Regions from separate parts of the Mus musculus genome. Here region 2 is linked to region 1. Evidence: chromatin contacts called from public promoter capture Hi-C data. All regions are on one chromosome and are shown on one strand. Each heading gives the region's core, a stretch centred on a gene start, on an enhancer-like site or on the middle of the called end of the contact. The rest is flanking DNA. Distances are from core to core; before and after follow the strand shown. Region 1 holds the start of Wrap73 (WD repeat containing, antisense to Trp73). Region 2 has its middle 35 kb from the start of Ttc34.

Region 1 (3,147 bases), core at 321-2,820:
GGACTCTTCTCTGGCTCAAGAAGTCTTCTTCACCACCCGCCATCTCCCCTCTGGGCAAGTGAGCGGTCTCCGGTGCCCTCATCTACCACGCAGACCCGTAGTCTGGCGCACAGAAGGAGTTGGGTCCTTGTGGGACCCCTTAGTGGCACTGCAGAGTGGTCCTTGCCCAAGGTGTTCCCACATGCCCTGGAAGTCGCTTTAGTGCAGCTAGTGGCGTTGCAAGGGAGGTGGGTTGGAGCAGACCGAATCTCTCTCGAACTCGAAAGCCTGACCTGGTGTTAGGCCAATAGCTACGAGGAGTAATTATTTGCGAGCTGCAGATTAGAGACAAAGATGAATACCAAGCAAGAGTTTGGGACTGGTTGGGAACAGAAAATGCCAGGACGCTGGCCGCGCACTCTGCAGATCCTCTCCGAATGGTGCAAGCACCGCCATTCATTCATTCATTCATTCATTCATTCATTCATTCGTGGAAATTAGATGCAGCGGTGCGGAAGAGACTGGGAGCTATGAGCTGGACCGAGCAATACTAGATTCCGGTCTTTCAGAATTCGGAACTTAGCTCCAAAGGCAGTGGCTGAGCCTTAAGTGATCCTCTGAAGCTTTGGGTGCAGACAGGAACATCCAACCTCCCGAATGACACCGGAATGGGGAGCCTTGTGGGGCACAGGACGCGGGGTGCTGCGCGAGGGAGGGAGCAGAGCGCTTTGGGGAGCGATCCTGGTCTGAAGTCCAGTTGGTGCTGTATTCTACGTGCCCACCGAGGCTGCCGTCCCGGGTACCGAGCCACACCTCTGAATCAAGTCCACACTCTAACTAGAACCTCCAAAAAGGTGAGGCGACCCACGAGATCCACATGCCTTCGAATTCGTTCCGCCACAGACCTGAGAAGCACTTGAACGTCACGAGGTCACGCTGCAGGTGGTCGCTCTCAGGAAAACCTCAAAGCAAACCTATATTTATACTTATACGTGGAAAATACTTTGCTTTGTTCTGTTTGAGAAAGGGTCTCACGCAGCCCTGCATAGCCTCCAACTCTATAGGTAGCGAAGGATGCCCTGAACATCTGCGTCTCTGGTTTCAGGTGTAGGATTTTTTTTTTTTTTTTAATGCAAACCATCGTGCGGGGTTTATGCGATGCTGCGGACCAAAACCTGGGTTTCATATATGCTAAGCAATCATTTTGCCAATAGAACCGCACTCTCAGCTCCTGTAACAAAAAATTTGTTATCTACTAAAGAGGTGTATCGAAATACGACTATATACTTACACATAAATACGCATTTACATGTAAATAAATGTATGTTCACAAGTACAGAGGTCTAGTTACAACCTGAATTTCAGATAAGGGAGTCTTTTAGTCTAAGTATGCCCCGGGTAACTTTTGGGAACATATTTATTTTGTGATTTATCTGAAGTCAGAATTCAGCCTTCCGTTTCGGGATTTGCAGGGAGATCCGCTATAGCGCAAAGGCGCTCAGCCCCTTTAAGACTCAAACTCGGACTTCCCGCCCCACAATGCCGCGCGGCCGCTTGAGGCTCCCATTGGCTGCTGCTCGCTTCCGCCCCTGTACTTCCGGCCGCTGCCTGGGGCGGTTGCGGGAGGTACTTCGGAGCCGGGCTGGCCCGGGCTGGCCGTGGCCATGAACTTCTCGGAGTCATTCAAGCTCTCGGGCCTGCTCTGCAGGTTCTCCCCGGACGGCAAGTACCTGGTGAGCTGCGGCGCGCTGGGCGGAACCTAAGTGTGGGCGCGCGACTTGTGCACGGGGCCGGGGCGGGCCGAAGGGGGGCGGGAAGGGGGCCCGAGCCGGGCGGCCGCGGGGACTCAGGCTGGACTTAGGGGGCGGGGTGGGAGGTGGGAGAGGGAGGCAGGCAGAGGGGTTTCAGCCCAGATGAGGGAGAACCAGATGATTAGAGAGAACGAACCTGAAGCCGAAGAGGGATCCAGGCCAGCCAGGCTGGGGGATCCTGGCAGGTGACCAGGGTGGAGAAAGAGGACGTGGAGCAGAGTGGGGATGGAGTTGGGGTTGCTATTCTGGCAGGTGGTCAGGGTTAGGAAGGAGGTCTTGGAGCAGGTGGCCAGGGCTGGGTGGGTGCCAGGCTCCCGGCTCCAGTTTCCCTTCATCAAAGTTGGATAAGATGACTCTGCTTTCACACATTTGAGGGCACAGGGGATGGCAGCTCATTGCTATTTTGTATGTTTTCTGTGAGCGAGCTGGTTAAACGGGGCCCTCCTTTGTGAAACTCGTCATAAGCAAATGGTTTAAATAACTAGCTTTCATTGCCAGGGTTGGATGTTAGCTGTCTATTCTTTGGGTGGCAGAATAGTGTTCAGATGGGTGTTTCAAGGTACGCCAACATGACCATTGTGCATTTGTAGAAGGCTGACGTTAGGAAGCCATCAGGGAAAACTCAAGTCTTATTTTAAAAAACTGTGGTTCCGTGCCAGTCGGGTAGCTTGGCTAGTAACGGTACCTGCCACCAAACCTGATGACCTGAGTCCCAGCTCTAGGACCCACTTAATGGAAGGAGAGAACTGTCTCCTGCATGTTGTCCTCTGGCCTCCACATAAGCCGTAACTAGTGCCTGACCCTTCTCACATACAAATGCAATCCTAATTTTTAACAAGTTTTCTTTGATTAATCTATCATTCTCTTTTTAACTGACTGATACCATTGATTGATTGATTGACTGATTGACAGGGTTTCTCTGTAGCTCTGACCAGGTTGGCCTTGAACTCAAAGATCTGCCCCTTGTCTCCTGAGTGCTGGGATTAACGGAGCATGCCACCATGCCTGGCTGTCTTGATTCTCAGTTCACACCCCTGCTGTGTTTGTCCAGGCTTTTGAGACATCCTTTACCCTCCTTATACACATCATCCTAACAATGTAGGAAGTGTCAGGGTAGGACCTGCTTAGCAGGGAAAGGTACTGCCATGCAAGCCCGAGGACTTGAGCTCCGGCTCGGGAACCCACGTAAAGGTGGGAGGAGACCATCAGCCTCGCACACATTGATACATTTTACCTTTTTCCAAGTGCCTCCAGAGACTAAGGTTGCTTTACGGTTCTGAAAGTCTCAGTGAACAGCAAAGAAGTTGCATTTGGGTTAGCTGATATTTGTGCTTGCCGCTCATCAAAATATCGTGGA
Region 2 (3,147 bases), core at 331-2,830, 660 kb after region 1:
GGAGCTGTCCAGGAAAGGCCTAGAAGCAGCTGGCCTCCCTGTGAAATGCATTCTGCTGGCCACACCTGGCCACCTGGCTTGGACCCCCAAGCCAGGATAGGATGTTGCTGAGAGCACCCTGCAGCAGAGCACAGCCATCCCCTGGACTCTGTACCTCATCAGGTGGAAGGCAGGACTGAATCTGTGGACCATGAATTGGGACCAGGTTTCTTTTCTGCCTCTTTAAGAAACAAGGACAACAGAGGTCACACCATCCCCTGGACAATCCCTGTTCCTTCCTCTCTGGAGCTAGAACTCAAGACCCAAGAACCAGGCTCCTTCAGAGCCACCGGCACCATATACCCCTCGGCTCTTGGCTCCTCCTCTCTCTGAAGTTCCTCACGTGTCATAGTTTTCACCTTTCCATAACATCTGGAAGAAAATACGGATGGTTTTGGGATAGAGGAGACCACCTGGCAGATAGCTGGGTCTCAAAGGAAAAGGGGAGACAACATGGGACTAGAGAGAGAGGGGTGTCACCCTCCTGTCCTCAGCCCAAGTATTCAAGATGGCGCTTCAAGTCACCAGCCATGCATGGGGACTCAGAGCATAGGACGGAAAACATTCGAATGGAGACATGTTTATTGAGAAAGCTGTTTTCAAAGGAATAGAGGCCAGAGGTTAAGAAAGAAGGAGAACTGGAGAAGAGGGTTAAAGGTGAATTCATGATTTTGGAAAGGTGAACGGTTGAGTGAATGGGAGGGCAGTGAGGGGGGTAGGTAGATGGAAACATGGAAGGAGAAATACAGGTTAGCTCTGAAAGCATAGAGAAACCCCAAGCCCAGAGGCACAGTCTGTTTGAGGGTCCCACTGAAGCCTCTCAGGAGCCTGATGGTGGCTGATCGAGTGCAGCCAGGATAAACCTTCACACCTCCACTTGGGAAACCCAGTGGCCCCAGGCAGAGGAAAGAACCCCCAAATGACCAGGCTGGTGTCTGGCCCACTGACCACAGCCCTTCTCACCTCCCCCTACCTGAGGGGCTCAGGCAGGGCAGGCCCTGCCCCACCCCCCTGATTTCAAACACAAATGAGTATCTGGAAGTAAGTTAAGAATGGGGGTGAGCGGGAAAGGCCTAGGAGCAGACCAGCATCGAATCAATTAATGGGCGTTCTTCCGAGCCCGGTGCACGCTTTGCCTTCAATTAGCGGATCTCGCCGGCCCCTGCTGCAGGCCCGGAGCCTCCGCCGCGGAAACTTTCTCCTTCTTGTTTTAATCTTTCACCGAGCCCGGCCTTTCGCCTCCAGCCCATCTAATTGAAACTAATCTTCGCGGGCAAGGCCTGTCTCTCCTCCTAATCCTCCTCCGAGGAAGTTCACATGGTCCCAATTACAACCACACCGGCCCCCTTTATTCCCGCCCTCGTCTCCCTCTGCCAGCCTCATTTTTTGAAAGTCTGCGTTATTAACTCCATGCTTTCGAGTTCCTGCCCGTCACGGGCCGCAAGATGCTATCGCTGGCTGCCGATGGATAAGGTTACCACGAAAGCATTTTGTGGGTTACGTTTCACACAAAGGCGATAGAGGGCATGATAGCGCAGAACCGGTGAGCTCCGAGGGGGAGGGGGCCGGCACTGCCAGCCCTGGGCCTCAGATCCCCTGCTTGCAACCTGCAGGCTGGGGAGCCCAGAAAGGGCTCTGGAAGCATCCTGGAGGAGCAAAGAGGGAAGAGGGGCATCGAGTATCCCCAGAGAGCACATTACCCCACCGCCAAGCCATATGGTCCCAAGAGGCCCCCCGCTGGAGGGCTGCAAAGTGGGAGATGGGGGTCCCTTGAGCTGGCTCCACATTACAAGGCAAACGGAAATCCTACATTTCCAGGCTGTCGAGAATGTCAAGTTTCCGTGCTCCAGGCTGGAATCCCACCAGCACCGTGTGGGCACGCTGGTTATCGTGGCTGATCAAACCTCAGATTGGCAGCTTGGGATGTCTCTGATTAGTTTTTTTTTTTCTAAAGAAACTGAAATAATCATTAGTTAATGAAGACATCTGGGCCCAAATTCCAGAACTACGGGAGAGAAAGCAACGAAATGGACCACCACAGGGTGACCCCGTGGGTGAGGAGGGAGGGTCTGAGCTGACCAGTCCCCAGACCACAGGCCAACTGATGAGGCAGTGAAGTACTTCCATGAAGGCCTAAGTTTAACCCTCAACCCCCATGTAAAAAGCTTGACATAGTGGCACTATGGAGGGGCAGCGGTGAGTAGGAGGGAGATCCCTCGGGCTTGCTGGTCAATTAGTAAAGCCAAATCAGAGGGCTCCAAAGAGATTCTATCTCGGAAAGTAAGGAGGAAAGTAATAAAGAATGACACAGATACTGACCTGTAACCTACATGCTCACTCACACTCACACACTCACACACACTCACACACACTCATATACACACACTCATACACGCTCACATACTCACACAGTCACATACATGCTCACACATACTCATATACACACACTCACATACACACACACTCACACACTCATATACACATACTCACACACTCATACACACACACTCACATACATACACACTCACACACTCACTCACATACACACACACACTCTCACACACTCCCATATACACACTCACATACACTCACACACATACACACACTCTCACACTCACTCACACACACTCACATACACACACATTCTCACACTCACACACTCACACACACTCACACACACTCATATACACACACTCATACACGCTCACATACTCACACAGTCACATACATGCTCACACATACTCATATACACACACTCACATACACACACACTCACACACTCATATACACATACTCACACACTCATACACACACACTCACATACATACACACTCACACACTCACTCACATACACACACACACTCTCACACACTCCCATATACACACTCACATACACTCACACACATACACACACTCTCACACTCACTCACACACACTCACATACACACACATTCTCACACACACACACTCACATACACACACCAATGCATGTACACACACATACACATTCACACACACACACACACACACACACACCAGTGCATGTGCACAACACCAGTGCATGTAGAGACAACATACAACACTTACACACACACAAAATCTATTAAC

Evidence for each region. Promoter capture Hi-C pulls out the DNA fragments that hold promoters and counts their contacts.
Region 2: a contact with region 1 is called in a promoter capture Hi-C map of second pharyngeal arch cranial neural crest. The contact joins the enhancer-like site here to the promoter of Wrap73 in region 1. A contact is called at or near these places in 5 of 39 promoter capture datasets (the 3T3-L1 cell line, cranial neural crest, embryonic stem cells and 2 more), 5 of 115 datasets of contacts at active chromatin or transcription factors (embryonic basal ganglia, embryonic forebrain, embryonic stem cells and 2 more) and 1 of 9 other capture datasets (embryonic stem cells).

The regions. Positions count from the first base shown.
Region 1 is chr4:154,140,802-154,143,948 of GRCm38.p6, forward strand. Wrap73 (WD repeat containing, antisense to Trp73) reads left to right here and starts at 1,571. Exons shown (of 12, transcript NM_021499.2): 1 at 1,571-1,712. The coding sequence starts at 1,644.
Region 2 is chr4:154,801,006-154,804,152 of GRCm38.p6, forward strand. No RefSeq gene overlaps it. Among named protein-coding and RNA genes, the nearest start is that of Ttc34, 35 kb to the right of the region's middle. RefSeq lists an enhancer at 896-2,145. Within about 2 kb of position 1,581, at least 12 of the 459 cell types and tissues checked have an H3K27ac peak or open chromatin away from gene starts, as enhancers often do. A contact at or near this core is called in second pharyngeal arch cranial neural crest, where this site is marked.